Linked DNA regions of Pan troglodytes: regions 1 and 2 are each linked to region 3. A link is a contact called in public Hi-C data. All regions are on one chromosome and are shown on one strand. Each heading gives the region's core, a stretch centred on a gene start, on an enhancer-like site or on the middle of the called end of the contact. The rest is flanking DNA. Distances are from core to core; before and after follow the strand shown. Region 1 has its middle 120 kb from the start of LDLRAD3. Region 2 has its middle 31 kb from the start of COMMD9. Region 3 overlaps LDLRAD3 (low density lipoprotein receptor class A domain containing 3).

The links. Hi-C and Micro-C count contacts between places; a contact is called where the count stands out from the background.
Region 1: a contact with region 3 is called in a Hi-C map of stem cell-derived neural progenitor cells, with 4 times the contacts expected there. The contact joins two enhancer-like sites. A contact is called at or near these places in 2 of 7 Hi-C or Micro-C datasets (induced pluripotent stem cells and stem cell-derived neural progenitor cells) and 1 of 1 other capture datasets (stem cell-derived neural stem cells).
Region 2: a contact with region 3 is called in a Hi-C map of stem cell-derived neural progenitor cells, with 4 times the contacts expected there. The contact joins two enhancer-like sites. A contact is called at or near these places in 3 of 7 Hi-C or Micro-C datasets (induced pluripotent stem cells and stem cell-derived neural progenitor cells).

The regions. Positions count from the first base shown.
Region 1 is chr9:39,831,584-39,834,283 of NHGRI_mPanTro3-v2.0_pri, forward strand. No RefSeq gene overlaps it. Among named protein-coding and RNA genes, the nearest start is that of LDLRAD3, 120 kb to the right of the region's middle. Within about 2 kb of position 1,353, at least 11 of the 24 cell types and tissues checked have an H3K27ac peak or open chromatin away from gene starts, as enhancers often do. A contact at or near this core is called in stem cell-derived neural progenitor cells and stem cell-derived neural stem cells, where this site is marked.
Region 2 is chr9:40,270,023-40,272,722 of NHGRI_mPanTro3-v2.0_pri, forward strand. No RefSeq gene overlaps it. Among named protein-coding and RNA genes, the nearest start is that of COMMD9, 31 kb to the right of the region's middle. Within about 2 kb of position 1,434, at least 4 of the 24 cell types and tissues checked have an H3K27ac peak or open chromatin away from gene starts, as enhancers often do. A contact at or near this core is called in stem cell-derived neural progenitor cells, where this site is marked.
Region 3 is chr9:40,086,772-40,089,471 of NHGRI_mPanTro3-v2.0_pri, forward strand. The region is part of intron 2 of LDLRAD3 (low density lipoprotein receptor class A domain containing 3); the gene reads left to right. Among named protein-coding and RNA genes, the nearest start is that of LDLRAD3, 130 kb to the left of the region's middle. Within about 2 kb of position 1,355, at least 11 of the 24 cell types and tissues checked have an H3K27ac peak or open chromatin away from gene starts, as enhancers often do. A contact at or near this core is called in stem cell-derived neural progenitor cells and stem cell-derived neural stem cells, where this site is marked.

The DNA.
Region 1 (2,700 bases), core at 103-2,602, 260 kb before region 3:
TGTCTGAGGATCTGTCCTTGTAGAAGAACACTCTCCAGAAAATCAAGGGTAGGTTTGTCTCTGCTGACTCAGCCCAGCAAACAGTGCTTCCGAAAATCACTGAGGCCTCCAAGTTCAGATTGGGAATCACAACTTTCCTTCCTGCAATCACAGAACATTCTCTGGGAAGCTAATCAGGATGACTTTTCTTTAACTGGGAAGAGTGGATTTGTGTCACTCCAGCCAAACTCTGAAGAGGCACAAGCCCTAATGAGGAAGAGATCAAGGAACATTGTTGAACGATACCCTGGTTCTCAGTATAATCCCATCTCACGACTGTGACCTTCAAGTCATAGGGCCAGTAGAGTAGGTCAAATGAGTTAAAACCCTAACTTTTGGACTTTGATAACCTTCCTTAGAGCTCTCTACTGTGAGAAGAAAAGGTCATCTGCTAGGCCATGTTCAAGCAAAGAAAAGTGGGATTTTTCCCATCTCTCATGATTCCCCAATCCCAATCCTTTAGGGTTTACCTATTCATGTTAACCAAAAACACTGAGTTGGAAGTGGAGCCAAGCCCCTTACCACTTTACCACTCCCTAACCTCATTCCTGTTATGTCTGATTTCTACCAAACAGGAGCATTAACCGAGATCCCTTTCCCCAAAACAAAAGCTTTGCCCATTTGAGGCTCTTGTTTTGTTTGGGCCCTTCTTGCTATCCTTCTCTTGTTCTGCGCTTCGTTTTCTCTGGGCCCCATTCATTCCAGTTTCACGAGAGAAGAGGAGAAAGTACAGACCACAAGAAGGAAAAGTATTGTAATTCTGGTTGCTTTTTTACCCACAGATGACGACTCCTATTGTAGCAGCCGCATCACGTGTATCATTGAGCGCTCCATCGTGCCCTTGACCCTTCCTAGTCCCGGCTCCTTGTCTTGGAGCAACAAAATGAAAAAGCTGAAGGCCAGGCGTGGTGGCTCACGCCTCTAATTCCAACACTTTGGGAGGCTGAGGTGGGTGAATCACTTGAGGCCAGGGGTTGGAGACCAGCCTGGCCAACATGGTGAAACCCCGTCTGTACTAAAAATACAAAAATTAGCTGGGCATGGTGGTTTATGCCTGTAATCCCAGCTACTCGGTAGGTGGAGGCATGAGAATCGCGTGAACCCGGGAGGCGGAGGTTGCAGTGAGCTGAGATCGTGCCACTGCCCCCTCCAGCCTTGGGGACAGAGTGAGACTCTGCCTCAAAAAAAAAAAAAAAAAAAAAAAGCTGAGGCGAACGCCTCTGCGCCCCCTAGAGGTTGGAGAGTGCAACCAACAATGAGTGTGAACACATGGAAAAGCTCAGTGCCAGCCTCCAAGCTGTTAGCAATGAAGAGGGAGCTTGTGGGGCAGGCTGATCCAAGTCCCAACCGCCCTGAAGGGAGATTATAATCCCCAGTTCCTCCTCAAGAACTTCTCCATTGTAAGGCAAATCCCACTTTTCTTCTTGCTCCCATATTGGCACCTAGATATCAAGGGAGGCAAAACCAAATCCTTGGCGTCTCAGCTCTGCTTTTGTAAACCAATTTCCCCACTAATAAGAATTGGAGATTGTGTTTCCCCGTGCAGTGCCAGACCAGGCCAGCAGGGGTCTAACATTAGTTGCTTTTAACCTACAATGACTGGCTCTCCACCGTAGTGGCTGAGTGAGTGAACTTGAAGTGAAGAGCTAATAGCCATGACTGGAGAAAACACGTATAAATAGTGCATCCATTTTTGTAGTAAGACTAAAAACAGTCCAACCCACAGGATATCGATTTTCCTTATCCACAATGAAGTGCTTGGTTTAATACACTTTTCCTGTTTAATCTGAAAATGCATTCATAAATAGAGCTATCTTAATCCAGGATCTTGGACCATCCAGATTTCTGTCTGAAACAGTTCACTAATTGCTGTTTGGTCTCTAAAGAGGATGCCATGAGGACTAAAGATTATATAATAAAAAAGACAATGTCTCAAAAAGCAAATGTCTCCAACTTATAGATGTCATAGTTTTAAAAACAAAAAAACACATGAGTTTAGTATTTCTGGATCATTCTTAAGGTTGGTATTTGAAACTGTAAGCTCAAATCTTTACATTGTCCTTGAATATATTTTCACTGTGGCTATTAATTACAACAATGATTAAATACCTAAAAAACTATTGTACTTTCCAGTTTTCAGTCTTTTTACATACATTATCTCATGTGGTCCTTTAATACAAGAAAAAAATTAGTCTCATTTTATGGCCAATGAAATTGAGGCTCAGAGAGGTAAAGAATGTTGCCTGAGATCACACCACTAGTAGTAGCAGAGCTGGTAATTTTCCATGCCAAATGCAGCAATTAAAGTCCATGGGCATTACAGGACATTTACATATGCAAACATTTATGTAATGCAACCTTATTATGAATGGCATTTTTCAGCAACTAACCTGATTTTACTTATTAATATCTATTTATATCTTGTTGCTATGATAGAATAATCATACTATAATTTCTTTAAATTAACGGAATGCATGCTTTTGATGAAGTGCACATTCCTTCACATAGCCCTCCCTGTTCTATGTTTGGCTCTTTGATGAGATAGCAGGAAGTGGCAAGAATCCAATCTACCCAGATTCAAAAATTCTCCTTATCTTAAACAGGCCACTCTGTCAGAGAAAATGAAACTGTTTTAATCACATAACGACCTGAAGTGCTAGG
Region 2 (2,700 bases), core at 184-2,683, 180 kb after region 3:
GCTTGACCGAGAATGAGTCCATCACGCTGTGAGTCACTGGGTCAGGGTTGCGCGCCCTCACAGACACCTGGCACGCTTCTTGGCTGATTTCTTCTGTGACCAGGGCCTCTGATAGCCCTGTTCCCCTCCCTGCATGTTGTTTGTATCTTCTTTTCCTAGTTTTCTTTGCTTCAGATAAGCTCAGGGGCTCCTGAGCCGATCTTGTCTTCCTTTGATGGATGGGTGGCAAGGGAGTAGGGCTGGGGCCAGGGGCCTGTCTGTGGAGGATGGAGGCAGATGGAGTGGGGCAAGGCAGCAGGCAGGTAGGAGAAATGAAAGGGCTTCACATCAAAGAAAGAGAAGCCAATCAACTGGAGTATTCTCTGTCCTCTGAGATTGGATCTGAGCTCTAATTTGTGAATCTTAGTTAAGTTTTGAAAACCAAAAGCAAGGGGCTGCTGGACCTCCTACGTAACAAAAGTGTTTGTTGAAAAGATTCAGAACCGTGACAAAGATATAGCTCCCGCAGAGCTCTAAAGAGAAGGGAATTCAAGCTCCAGAAGGTGGGGACCCCACAGTGAAAATGACAAACAGGGTTCACACTCTCCTAGAGCTTGTCTTCCAGTGGGAGTACACAGACAATGCCAAACAAGATCATTTCAGCAAGTGTGATACGTAAAAAAGATGCTCTGTGACTTTGGGTTGAGTGGTCAAGGAAGCCTCCCTGAGAAGGTCACACTGGAGCTGAACCCTGCGCAGCCACATGTGGATCTGGGGGAAGTGTATTCTAGGGTGACCAAACAGTTGGTGCCAAGGTCTTGTGCAGAAGGGAGTTCAATGTGATTGAGGAACAGAGGGAGGTCAGCATGCCTGGGGAAAGTGCAGGGAGGAGAGGGGGCCCACTGAGCCGGGGAGGCTGGGACAAGGACCGCAGGTGTTATGATGAGCCTCGTGGCAGGTTTTAAGTGTAAGAGTGATGACATCTGATGGGTTTAAAGTGACCACTCAGCCATCTGGCACAGAATGGATTTCAGGGGACAACAGAAGGGGTGAAGCCTGTTAGGAGGATGTCAGGAGTCCAGGTGAGGGCTACACCTAAACTAGTGTGGACAGTGGAACTGAAGGGCATGGCAAATGGACCCACGTTGTGAACAGAGAAGAGAACCGCTCTTTACAACTCGTGAGGGAGCGATCACAAAGGAGCCTCACTTGACGGTGCCACAGGGTGGGGCTCTGAGGAAAGGAGGCAGATCACAGCCAGGTCTGCACTGTCTAGGATAAAAAGGGTTTGGGAGGAGTCCCTGATTCCAGCCCCATTCCTAGCATGAGCGAGTTTCTTTTATCCCAGGGCTCAGCAGATGGGAGGGCAGGCGACTTACCCCGGGACTGGGCAGCTGATGGCGGGCCTTCTTTCTGGACTAGTGCTCCCCCTGCAGGAATCGCTGAATGCATAGCTTAGAAAAGTGAGACGCTTCAGGGGGTTTGGAAAAGGGAAGTGCATTGGATGAGGCCAGGACACGTGTGTAGTGAGGCCCAGAGTTCTGTGTTGTGGTAGCCTCTGAGCCCTGGCAGCTCCAGCCCTGGGGAGGACTGTCCGTGCAGCTTCCACTGTTTGTCTGGATGGAGTACAGAGCTTCTGCAGGTGCTCCATCTTCGTCGGCAGCAAGGTTCAGAGGGAAAAGGTCCAGGACAAAGCTTAAGGAAGGACAGGTCAGCAGGGACCCACTTCTTACTACTCTCCCACAGCTGGCCAGGCTCCCAGCAGCCCCACCTCCAGCATGCAGGAGCAGCTGGGGACTGCTGGGCTGGAGACGGCATGAAGGTGCTGTAGAGGCACCCCTGGGAACCACTGTGCTGGTGGAGAGGGACAGAAGAGAGGAGAAAGGGCTTCAGAACAAATGCAGACCACTCAAGACTTGGTTCTCCCTGGGGCAACCTCCCAGACCTAAGTCCATTCACTCACTCACTCACCAATATTTGAGACACCAGTGATATAGCCAAGAGGTAAAATGAGGAAAGAAACGGGGAAGGAAGAAAAGAAGGGAGGGAGGAAAAAGAGAAAGGGATGGAGGAAAAGGGCACAGGCCCCGCCCTTATAAACCTCATAGCCTAGTAGAGAAAAAAACAGGAATCAAAGAATTACAGGCCCATGAGTTGGAGGTTCCAGCCAGACTGAATGAGCGTGAATTCCTGCAGTCAGTTCTGAGCACTTCACTGTCTCCTCTGAGCCTTTGCATGTGCTGTCCCTCTGCCTGGCTATCTTCCCTGTGTCCCTCCCTCCTTTATCAGGGGAGGGAGCAGAACTGAGGCTGGGCCAGTAGGACATGTTCACTGGGGCAGCTAAAGGCTCAATTGAGGTCTGAGGAGGGGAGACTAGTAGACGCTTCTCATTCAGAGGGACCATGGCCTGGGGGGCTTTCTTGTGATGACACTCAGCAGTGACATGAGTGGGACGGGGTTTCCAGTCCCCATAGCATGTGCTTCCCCTCAACCTTTCACCAAGGACCTACCACGTGCCAAAGACTAAGCAATGGGGATAGAAGGTGAACAAGACTAGTGTGGCCCCCCGCCCTGCTCTCAGACCTGCCAATCTCCAGGGTTTGTTTTCTTGAGACTCCTGATGCTGCCTGGCCTGAGTCAGAACTAGGGATTCCTGATCTCTGCATATCCCTTACCAGCCATCCAAGACAGCAAGAGCTGTTACCCTCTGGCTAACTCTTA
Region 3 (2,700 bases), core at 105-2,604:
GAGACCCACAGCTACAGCAGGAGCTGTTTCCATAGCCTGAGAGATGCAGCAGGTCTGATTAGCTGACTTCATGGCTGTTCTGGTGGAACAGAGAGGCTTCCACATTGCAGCCTCTGTCCAGCTCTTTTGTATGATTGCTGCCTGGGAAGAGTCTGGGGAGGTGGCCAGAGACAGCAAGCCCATGCTGAAGTTTCCATCATCCTCCCGGACCTTGAGCAGCCCTGAGCCCTTCCCAGGCAGATTGGGAGCTACAGGCATGATGTCTGGGGAAGAGCCTTCTATACAAGGCCTGGAAAGTTCTCCTGTGGGAGAAGGGCTTTTTCTTGGGAGTCTCTCCTGTACCTGTCCCAGATGAGGGGTTTGATCAGGTATGGCTCTAGGGTACCCTGCCTAAAGTGTAGTGTAGTTAAAAGAAGCTGGACTCAAGAGCAGAAGAACTGGACTATAGGCCAGTCTGACCCTAAATAGCTATGTGACTTTGGGCAAGTCCAGTTGCCTCTTTGGGCCTCAGTTTTGTCATCTGTGGAACGTGAGAATTAGTTACTGAGTGCACCTATGTGGACTGCCTGTGTGCCCCAGCTGTTACACGAGTCTTTGTCCTTAGGATATCACAACCTGGAGACACTGGAATGCCTCCTGGCCCCCTCTAGTTCTCACGTGGACCCCAAATATGGGTCCCAGGACTGTCTCTGATTTATGACCTGGTTGTCACTGGCCTCTGGTGAAATGGGAAAAATAAGGACATCTAGTGAACATGTAGCTATAAAGTTTCTACCCTTTCAGGGTGGAGAGTTCTTTACTCTGAGACTTTGCCTTCCTGTATTTCGGATGCTAAGGCAGCTGTTTATTTAGGGTATTAGTAAGTAGAGCTCATTGCTGGTGTTTTTGTAAGTCTTTGTGTAAAATAAAAAGTTGGCAATTGTATTAGTCTTTCCTCCACTCTCATCTACTTTTTTTATTTTTTATTTTGCTGATCTGTGAATTCCAGGACTGTGGGAAGTAGGCTCTAAAAAGTGGGGACATGACTTAGATCAGGAAATAAACCCAACTCACAGGAGACCCTTGGTCCCCATCTTCCTGCTAATGAAAGCTACCGCTTTGAAAAGTTTGTGGACCAGATCCTTGAAAAGTGGTGAATTCAAGTATTCAATGGAGTAGAGTCACCCTGTCTGCCTTTGTCAGGGCTACTTTAAAGACAGGCAGGGTCAGTCTTTCGCCTTCTGTCAGGCGCTGCTGAGTTCTACGAGGAAATCTCCCCTTTGTGGAAATAGGGGATGAGAGAGGGACAGTCGGGGCCTTGCCCAGGACCCCCCTTCCCCACAGCCCTGTAGCAAGTCATGCAGGCAGGGAGCAGCTGACAGCTGTTGTCTGGGATAGGCTTCTCTCTGCCCCTGCCAGGCACTCGGCTGGTTGCCTGTGATCTGCTTTGCAGGCATGTGATGATGCAAATGTAAATCATAACAGGACAAGCTTCCCTGACATAAATAGCAACTGAGCATGCTGACCAGGCAGGAAGTCTCATTAGTAATTCCTGAAAAGGGTGCAAGGGCAGGGCCAAAGAGCTGGTTAATTGAATGATGGCTAATCCATTTATAATTATTCATATTTTCACTCTTTTCTCTTTCTCCCATAAAACCTAGTCCTCTGGAGCTGGGCCGGTCCTTAGAGAAATCTAAGGAGGCGGCAGAGCAGCTGTGCCATGGGAAAGATTTGAACCTTGACTTTGTTTATTAGCAGTGTCAAGTTACTTCACTTCTGGACCTCAGTTTTCTTATCTGTAAAATGTTTTTTTGTGTGTGTGTGAGAACTTAAAGAAAAAGATATCTGTGAAACAGAGCGCAATGCTTAGCTCATACTAAGCATTCAGAAAATGCTAGCCATGTTCTCCGGCCTCACTCTTTCCTTTTATAGGTTCATTTGGACATTATGCAAATATTTATGAGGCACATGGTGTAGGCACTGTATGGTGCAGCTCCTTTAAAAATGGTAAATGAAAGTATGCAAATGAGTGTACGTTCTTGGAGGCTGGAAGGCAGAGGCGTTAGCCAAACAGCTTAATACAAAACTGGGGAGACCAAGTAGTGATGCGTCCTGTGAAGGGAAAGAAAAGAAGGCTGAGGGTTAGAGCGACTAAGGGTGGGAGTGTAGATTCTACTGCAGATAGTGCAATGATTCAAGAGACTGAGTAAGATGGAGGAGTGAGCCATGCTGAGCCCTGGGAAAAAGACATTCCAGGCAGTGGGAACAGAGAGTGCAAAGGCCCTGAGGTGGGAATATGCTGGCTGGGCTTGAGAAGGAACAAGGAAGCCTGTGTAGTTAAGATTTCCAAGATGGGAAGATCTTCATGGCCTTCATGAGAAAGCCTGGAATTGGAGAGCAGCATGATGACTCTAGGTTTCATTCTAATGTAATGGGAAGGCAGTGACGTTCTTACTAGAGGAGTGATGTGCTGAGGCTTGAGGAAACACTCTCAGCGTAGATGGCAAAGCCTATAAGCGTTCTTCCCTCATCCCTCAAAAGGTGATCAGAACCAGACTGGCTGATCAAGGACCGTGTGTCAGAAGCTTGAACCTGTCTGGAAGGACATGATGGCTGGAGAGCTGGCAGAGGGGCAAACCTGACCCTGGAAAATGGAACTCCTCTGCTTTTCTGTTACTGTAGACTTTCCCAGCAGAAGCTAAAATGCCCATCTGTGCAGAA